Regions from separate parts of the Ovis aries genome. Here region 1 is linked to region 2. A link is a contact called in public Hi-C data. All regions are on one chromosome and are shown on one strand. The core of a region is the stretch at or near the end of the contact, and the rest is flanking DNA. Distances in the headings are between cores, read along the strand shown. Region 1 overlaps DOP1B (DOP1 leucine zipper like protein B). Region 2 holds the start of LOC101115420 (carbonyl reductase [NADPH] 3).

Evidence for each region. A called contact is a pair of places that touch in the nucleus more often than the background predicts.
Region 1: a Hi-C map of muscle shows a contact between it and region 2, with 2.5 times the contacts expected there. The contact joins the enhancer-like site here to the promoter of LOC101115420 in region 2. A contact is called at or near these places in 9 of 16 Hi-C or Micro-C datasets (blood, liver, mixed tissues and 3 more).

The regions. Positions count from the first base shown.
Region 1 is chr1:269,098,417-269,103,296 of ARS-UI_Ramb_v3.0, reverse strand. The region is part of intron 2 of DOP1B (DOP1 leucine zipper like protein B); the gene reads right to left. Among named protein-coding and RNA genes, the nearest start is that of DOP1B, 25 kb to the right of the region's middle. Within about 2 kb of position 2,971, at least 5 of the 54 cell types and tissues checked have an H3K27ac peak or open chromatin away from gene starts, as enhancers often do. A contact at or near this core is called in muscle, where this site is marked.
Region 2 is chr1:269,057,091-269,061,681 of ARS-UI_Ramb_v3.0, reverse strand. LOC101115420 (carbonyl reductase [NADPH] 3) reads right to left here and starts at 2,950. Exons shown (of 3, transcript XM_004003400.5): 1 at 2,513-2,950; 2 at 595-702. The coding sequence starts at 2,801.

The DNA of each region.
Region 1 (4,880 bases), core at 1,722-4,221, 42 kb before region 2:
CACTGTGCTGTCTTCACCCAGACACCCTCGATCCAGGTGCATCTCTGATTGTGGGCTGTTAACTCCGGCACCAGCGCTGTCACCGTGGGGCATGAGCTAAGCGTCTGGCCAGCATGGCCAGCCCACTAAGATACTTCTCAGTGGGAAGTTGGGGCAGGGGGAGGCATTCTACTGCAGCTGCTCTCGAAGGAACCTGGTGGGCTCCTGATGCCCTCAGCTTCTGCTGCTTTTCAAGAAGGAGACCTTGTCCTCGGAGCAACTCTGTCCTAGGAGGTTTCAAAACTGAGTGCTGGGCACTGCTTCTGGGAATATACGATGGGTCAGCTGCTGTGCTCCTCACAGTATTAAACACTTGATTTATTTACCAAATTATTAATTCCATTTGATCCAGCAACTCCATTTTTGGGCACACACCCAGAAGAACTGAAAGCAGGGACTCAGATAGTTATGTGCACACCACGTTCACTGCATTACAATTCACAACAGCCCAAAGGTGGAAACCACCCAAGAGCCCATCAATGGACGAATGGATGAACAAAGGTGGTTTGTATGCACAATGGAATATTATTCAGCCTTAAAAAAGAAGGAAATCCTGCATGTGCTACAGCACGGATTAACCCTGAAGGCACGGCATGAAATAAGCCAGACACAAAAAGACAAAGTACTACATGATCCCGCTTACATGAGGTTTCTAGCGTAGTCAAGTGATAGACACAGAAAGCAACTGGTGGTGAGCAGGGGCTGGGGAGACGGGGGAGTGGAGGTGGGTTTAATGGACAGGGCGCTTCCAGTCAGGACGAGGCAAGGCTCTGGGATGAGTGGTGGTGACGGCTGCACAGCAGCGAAGGGCACAGCCTGTCACTGGACTGCACGCTCAGCAAGAGCTAAATGGTGAATTCTACCCTATGTGTATTTCACCACCAAAAACCACGAAAGAAATGAACGCTGTGTTCACCCAGCTGCTCTCGCCAGACCGGTCTTGAGCTGCAAGGACCATGAACTCCTGAGTGACGTCCACGCCTTGGATTAAACTGAACACTCTTTCCTGACCAGAGAGCAAAGGGCCTCTTTTTTAACAGTCCTGAAGGGACCCAGGAACTTAGTCCAGCCTCTCGAGAGTGAGAGTTTCTTACCCTTTAATTAGCAAAATAGCTCCCCCTCACCCCAGAACCGAGTCCCACCTGCTAGAGCTTGAAAACACCAGATTCCTTCCTCCTGCCCCTCGAGCTGTTTAAGAGCTGCCAAGACTGAACCCGGTTCAGGTCAGGGAGGCCCACCCTGACTCTGCCTTCCTCTTTCCAGCCTCCATCCAGGCATTTCACTTTGGCAAGACACTTTTCCAGTGAGCTAAGCTCAGGGAATATTTCCAGGGAAGCTTCATTGTTTGGGTTGTGTTCTTTAGGAAAACAGAAACCCAAAGTGACTGGCCAATAAGCTTAATACACACACACATACACACACAAGAACACTGAATAAACAATGTATGCTTAGAGTGAAATGCTCTTCTACAGCTGTAGAATAAATATCTCAGGCAAACAGATGAATTGAGAAGGAAAACATGGCCATGTTTTCAAAATTACTTTTTAACATGCTAACCAAAAAGGAAAAATATGATTAGACAGGAAATTAAACTTCCTTATTTGTTTCACCCAAGCACTGCATTATTTTACAGTATTCCTTGAGCTATAATTAAGATATAATTACAACAGTTTTAACCTCATTGTATTCATAGGCTCAGCAGACTGATCTTAGAACAAAATAATAAAATACAAAACATAAGTTGTAAAGAAAAGGTCTGAACCACATCTGAGCTCCATTAATAGAGACCAGGAAGTGTCTCACTTCACTCCACCCAAGGCAATGTCTATATTTCTCTTTTGTTTCACTCTGACATTATCCAGTCTGACACTCTGATATTCTCCAGGACTCCCAGCATGATTAAAACAGCTCTATGTAAGAAACATGATTAAAAATTCCAAAAGGGCAAGTTGTGGACTCGAAAAGTAACTCAATATACTTGGAAATGGTTAAGATGATAAATTTTATGTTATGTGCATTTTAATCACAGTTTTTAAAAATGTTAGAGTAATTTAATATCATGGGTGAGGGGAGAGTTAAATTACATTTTTAAAATGCTCTAGCCTTTAAAATAAAAATTTTAAATGTTTCCTTAAAAAATTTCTAGACGAAAACATGTCCACATTGCTATATATAAAACAGGTAACTAACAAGGACCTACTGTATAGCACGGGGAATTCTGCTCAATACTGTAATGAGCTATATGGGAAAAGAATCTAAAAAAGAGTGGATCCACGTATGTGTGTAACTGACTCACTTTGCAGTGGATACCAACACAATGTTGAAAAGCAACTATCCTCTAATACCTGTGTGTTAGTCACTTAGTCGTGTCCGACTCTTTGTGACCCCATGGACGGCAGCCCACCAGGCTCCTCGGTCCATGGGACTCTCTCCAGGCAAGAACACTGGAGTGGGTTGCCACTTCCTTCTCCATACTCTAATATGAATTAATCTGAAAATAAAAATAAATAGAAGTTCCCAAAGGAGACAGCCCAGACCTGCCCTCCCAGTGTTAGTGCTGACCTCAGAAAGCCTGACGCTCGTCTATAAAGGGATGCTGAGGAAGCCAATTTAAAACCCCGGCTCTTGTCAAGCAGATGGTGAGGCCCTTCATGTCTCCCTTCTGGAAGTCCATCATCATTATAAGGATGTTTGTTTCACGGCACAAAAATGAAGCTGCACGGTGAGTCAGACTGGCTAGGTGGCACAAGCTTGAACACTCACTAAACACTTGCCAGGGGACAGCAATGGTGCCCTCCAGACGGAATGAAAACAGGACAGCCACTGAGTACGGACAAACCGCCAGGACTTCTCGTGTTAAAGCAGGCCTCGGTGGAGAGCATCCAGCCTGCCCTCAGATGGCAGCGACCTGGCCACCGCACCAGCTTGGGAGGGGGCAGGAGACAGGTGGGGAAACTAGCATGTCACCAGGGCTTCCGAGAGCTGGGGCAGGGGGCCAGGATCCCAGGTAGCCAGCGAGGCCAGCTTCGGTTTTCACGGGCAGCGGGGGAGTGACGTGGGTCAAACTCCTCCATACGGGACAAGCCTCCTGCTGACGAAGGTCCTTGACTCATGTGTTGCTGTACTGCTTTCTGACCAACGCTGAGAGCAAGCCTGCAGAGCTGCACCCTTACGGAGTCAGTTCTCATCCACACCGCATGGTCCAAGCAATAAAGCTGCCGGCAGAGCCTGGGATGCGGAGGTTCACTCAGCCGCCTGCATCCGTTAGAGACCCAACAGGACACTTTTTTTTTCTCTTTTAAAATTGTCTTAAAGTTTATTTCGTTTGCATCTGGTTTACCTTATTGCTGGAGCTTGCGTTCATCGGTACTTTCTGAACAAATAGCACGTTGGTGGCACAGGAAGAACGGACTGAAGGCTGAGCATCTCCATGCCTGGACAGACTTTACGGTGCCCAGAGAGGGGCATGGTCCAACCGTGTGTGCCAAGAACCGCCAGATTAAGCCCTGGGCCTGGGCTCCACTCGGCGAGTCTCAGAAACTCGTTTCTATCAGCTTGTGCAGCAGGCTCGGCCGTGGAGGACCAGGCGGGCCTCAGGCTCAGGAAAGACCAGGAAGCCAAGGGCAGGGCCAACGCAACGGGGAACCCAGGCTCTGATGGAAGCACCAGGACGGAGCTCTCAGGCCCTCACCAGCCGTCCAGCCTGTCCCAGGCTGCCGCCCGTCATCTCATGTTATTAACAGAAAACGCGCCATCACCTGCCCTCACGCTGGTCCCGCGGACCAGACTCCAAAGGGAGCTGAGGCCTCCAGGGCATTGAGTCCACTCCTGCCCCCGAGAGCGTCAGGATCTCACACGTGTGCACACGGCACTGGGGGCCACCCCAGGCTCCCGGCTGATGGGACTCAGGAGTCCGACACTAGGCCAGAAAACTCTTCTTGAAACATCCCAATGAACGCTTCGCTGCCTCACGGAGAGGCAGGCTACGACATGTGGGCTCACACACGGCTCTTTGCTTCCTCTCCTCTGAATTTACGACGTGCGGGCTATAAGAGCCACTGCGCTCATCACTACACCTCCTTTCCCTGTCCCTCCCCCCAGTTTATAAACTTCAGGGGCTACTATGATGCTTTCCAGTGCTTTCCAGGTTTCCAGACTTGATTCTTTGCTGACTGCAAGACAGGTCCTGGGCCCTCCCTCATGTCCACTTGCCAACCACCCCACCCGCCCCACTCCGTGGACTTGGATGGGCCGCTGGGGCTGAAACACCATGTGCAGAACAGCCTGAGCCTCATTCGGTGTCTTTATCAGTAAAGGGAGTGGAGAATTTTGGAGGATTCTAGGTTTGAAAAATAGTGACTGAGAAGTATATATACTTCTCACCCACTGGTGTTAAAGGCAATCACCACATTGTTGGGGGAGGGGGCCAGTGATGAAAAATCGTGAAGGTCAAGGCAACTGAGCTCTACAGTAAACCACATGAAAGGCAAATGAACAGGCGGGGCAAACACACCCTTCGGAGTGCAGTCTAAACCCTGAAACATACAGGATGTGGAGACGGCTGAAATAACCACCATATATACGTGGATTCAATAAAAAATGCAAGCCTACCGTTTAGACACACAGATGGTCAAATGTCTGGAAACACCTTATTTTTCTGCTCTTTAAACGTATTTTAACCCACATGCAAATGACAGGTCTAACAGACAAACCAAAAGCCCAATAACCAACTTGTCAAAAGTTTAAGAGCTGGGAGGAAAGAAAGAAGATGTGGCGGGTAAGAGTCTCATTACAAATTCCAAAGAGGCTTCAGACACAGACGCTTTACTGGTAGAACTCAA
Region 2 (4,591 bases), core at 1,701-4,200:
GCTCAGTCGTGTCCGACTCTTTGCGACCCCATGGGCTGCAGGATGCCAGGCTTCCCTGTCCATCACCAACTCCCAGAGCTTACTCAAACTCAAGTCCATTGTGCCAGTGATGCCATCCAACCATCTTATCCTCTGTCGTCCCCTTCTCCTCAATGAATCGGGTATCTAAACATGCATGTATCTATACACGGCTAAGGGAATTCATGCCTACCAACACACAAGTTAGGGAGAAAAGTGAAATAATTCTTCCATAAATTTGGTGCGGGATGAGATGGTTGGATGGCATCACTGATTCAGTGGGCATGAACTTGGGCAAACTCCGGGAGATGGTGAGGGACACGGAAGCCTAGCAGTCTGCAGTCCATGGAGTCTCGAAGAGTCGGACACAACTTGGCGACTGAACAGCAAAGTACCTGTCCTTCAATAAAGCTGAAATGTTCAGATGAGAAGCCAGGTACTGTGAGAAGATAACGCAGCTTTCTATTTTTTTCCCCTACGGAGAAGTAGCCGCCCGGAAGACTCCTGGGGGACAGGTCCCTGTGGCTCACTCCTTGCTGAGGGAGACAACCTGACGGTCAGCAAAGCTGGACTCACCATGAGGTTTGACTATCGGTAGTAATTCGGTGCAGACGTTTCTCGTGGCAAAGAAGTTTGTCTTCAGCGTCATCTCAGCTTGAATGTCAAATGGTGTTGGATCATCAGCTTTTCAAAAAGAGACGGAAACAAAGTCACACATTTCCCCCCTGAAATTCTCAAGACAAAGTGGATCTTATCTCTGATTAAAAGCAAAGCAAGGTAACTGTAAAACAATTTCAAGGGCTCCCCTGGTGCCTCAGTGGTAAAGAATCTGCCTGCCAATGCAGGGGACATGTGTTCCATCCCTGATCCGGGAAGATCCCACGTGCTGCAGAGCAGCTAAGCCCGAGGGCCACAACCATTGAGCCTGTGCCCTAGGGCCCTGGAGCCGCGACTACTGAGACCCGGTGCCACAACTACTGAAGCCAGAGCACCCTAGAGCCCTTGCTCTGCGACGAGAGAAGCCACTGCAATGAGAAGCCTGCACGCCACAACTAGAGAAAAGCCGGCACAACAACGGAGACCCAGCCCAGCCAAAGATGTTTACATAAATTAAAAGCAGGAGGCTGATGGTTCTCAGACGTCCAGCCTCTATCTGAAGCATCCGCAGGGCCTGTTAGAACACAGCTTTCTGGGACCTGCCCCCAGAGTTTGGGATTAAGGAGTTCCGGGGTGGGGTTTCATAATTTGCATTTCTAATTCAGTTTCCAGGTGACGCTCCAACTACGGGCTTGTGAGCCACACTTGGAGCAGCAGTGGCCAAACCCATCTTGAAAGGGCATAGGAGGAAGCACCTGGCGATTCTGCTAAAATGCAGATTACAGCTCAGCAGGTGTGGGGCTGAGGCTGGCAATTCTGCGATTCCCGCAGTTTCCAGAGTCGCAGGTACTGCTGATCGAGGGTCCAAACGCTGAGGGGCGAGGATTGCCAGATGAGGTCAGTGTACCCCCCATGTGTTGTCCACCGATCCCTCAGCTGTGCGCTCCGAGGGGGTGTCCGCCAACTCCCCGCCTGAGCGCGCAGAAAGCCCGGCAGCCTGAGTTGCCCCAACGGGTGCCCCGGGCGGCCCAACGCCCAAAGCCGAGGGAGATGAAGACTTAGGCTTCACAATGCTTCCTTTTCCTCCGCTCGGCCTCTTAGATTTCTCTTTCCTATTAGGTTGTGAGGCCAGCCTTTTATTTTCTACCCGCAGCACAAGGCAGATCAATAACTTTCTTATTCGAGTCATGGAGCAAGTCATTTCCATCTCCCTGCCCCTCTCCAAAGAAGGATGCTGCTTAAAACCACCCTTAAAAAAGAAAAACCCAGAACAAACCTTCTATGTTTGATAACAAGCGGAGCTTCCCTGGGGGTGGGAACCACACTCGCTTCCTTTTTGCCAGAGCCTATCAAAGCCCTGCGTTAAAGAGACCCAAGTCCACTAGCGTGTATATATGCGCGCTAATCCGTGTCTCCGAGACTCACTTCCTGTCCCGAGCAGATGCCTCCTGGTGTCTATGAATGCGCTCTTTGAGGGAAAGCGAAAGCCCAAAGAGAGCTTGGAGACCCTTCGCAGAGCAAATGTTTCTGGCATTAGAAAGCTGATGAGCTTAGCAGGGCGTGGTCCCCTCCCCGGAGACCGACTCTTGCAAAACTCAGCAGCTGACGGTTCTGGGAGGGTCCCGGGTGGCGCACAGGCCCGCACAGGCCGGCGGGCAGGCGGGGCACGCTGGGCACGCTGTGCCCGGCACCGCGGCTGCTCTCGAGCGAAACGAACCGCTCCCGCGACTCCGTGGGAAGCGAGGACCAGCCGTGGGAGGCGAGAGCTGAGCGCATCCCGAGGGGCGGGCGCTCCATTTCCGATCACTCCAGTGGACGGGTGGGGGCAGGGGCGCGTGCATTTCGTCGCGGGGCGCCCTCGGAGAGCCGGAGACCTCCCACCCACCCCTTCACCTACTCTTGAAGGCAATGCCCGCGTTGTTGACCAGCACGTTGAGCCCCCCGTACTCCTTGCGCAGGAAGTCGCGCAGGGCGCGGATGCTCTGCAGGTCGTCGATGTCCAACTGGTGGAAACGAGGGCTCAGGCCCTCCGCCTGCAGCTGCTGCACTGCCGCACGACCCCGCGCCTCGTCCCGCGCGGTGAGCACCACGTCCCCCGGGAACTCCCGGCACAGGTCGCGTGCGATGGCAAACCCGATGCCCTTGTTGGCCCCGGTGACCAGCGCCACGCGGGTGTAGGACGACATGGCCGGTGTGCAGGGAGCGCGGGGCCCTTGGGTGGAGAGCGATCCAGGCCGTGGGCCACCGGCGGCGCGCGCTGCGGAGGCCGGTCCACAGTCTGAGAAGCCAGGAAGAACTGGGTTCTAGGCTCCAGCGCTGTGACTTGTAGAGAAAGAGCCTCGGGTCCTCGATCCCTCCCCTCCTAGGAGGGGCGGTCTGTTCCTGAATGTTTTGTAACGCCCCATTCCCGGGTCCGCCCCCTCCCCGCGAAGCGCCGACTGTTGATCCCGCCTCTGAGCCACAACTGAGCCAAGCAGTGGTCTACGGGGGTGGAGAGAGGCTTCCCCTAAAACATAAACCAGACAGCGGTGAGTCGAAAGGGTCTGAAGATTTACCGCAATCTGAATGAAGAAACTAGCGCAGGAGAAACCCCAACGGAGAAAAACAAGTGTTGACAATTTTCTTGGGCATGCGCCTGTCATCCTCTGCAAAATGAGGATACTTGCTTTTTTCTTGAATACAGTGAAATGATTTCGACACGGTACCTGCTTCTCAAGACCTCGATCCCATTCCTTGCTTCAGAGAAACTCAAAAGAGGGAATGAGAGAAAAAAGGTCCCAAGAACAGATTTCCAGGTGTGGGCCGGGTACCCAGCTCTGTGGGATCCCAGTGCGCCCACAAGTGGGCGAGAGTGTTTATCAAACTCCCACTGTGTGCCGAGCGTCTTGCCGGAATGTTTTTATTCATCTTGCATAACTCCTGTGGGTGCTAAGTGTCTCCCCTGGAGAAGGAAATGGCAACCCACTCCAATATTCTTGCTGGGAAATCCCGTGGACAAAGGAGCCCGGCGGGCTACTGTCCCGTGGACTCTCAAAGAGTCGAAAAAGGCTTAGCAGCTAAACAACAATTAGGATATACATTTGTATATATATATATGTATATATAATTTCTCCCAGTGAAATCTCTGTGCCCACAAAATTTAACTGAAAATGAATCTCTAAAGGTGTGTCACAGTGTGGACAAGCAACTAGAACTCTTCAACCCACTCTTTTTAGTGTGATCCGAGTGCATTCAGTTGGTGACTTTGAGATTTATGGAGAGCAGTGATTTCATGACTGAGCTTTTCTCAAGCACAGCTTGGCTGAGCTACCCAAGCCTGTCACCTTGACAGCACTTTCTTCATCAAATCAACAAGTGAGGTCAGGAAGGTGGGCACCTGCTGTGGCTCAGCAATTATTTTCTTTTTTCCCCTAAAGATTATTTGGATCTCTCTTTTCAAAATGTAAGGCTACTTAGGTTTTCTACTTCTTCTTGAAAGCTTAATTCACGTTTTCCAAAACATTTGTATATTTTATCTATGTTATTGATTCTGTCATGAAGTCATTCATAATATGCCTTTATTAATCCTTGTAATATCCATAGCAATGCCACTTCTCTCACTCCTGATATTGGCAATTTCTGTCTTTCTTTTTTTTTTTTTTCTGATCTGTCTGGTTAGAACTGTTCGTTTACTTCAGGAAGAAGCTTTTGATTTCATTGGTATTTTTCTCCATTTTTTCTGGTTATATTTCTTTTCTAACGTTTATTTCTTCTCTTCTCATTTGGGGTTTTATTGGCTCATTTTCCTAGTTGGTTTGTGTTGTGCTCCTTTTTGTTTGTTTTGTTTTTTGAGTCTTAACTATGGAAGCTGAGATCATGGATTTGAAATCTTTCTTCTTTTCTAACATAGACATTAAGGGTTATTAATTTCCCTTTTAATACTATGTTAGTGCCATCCCATAAACACTGATACATTGTGCTTTCACTTTCAACCAGT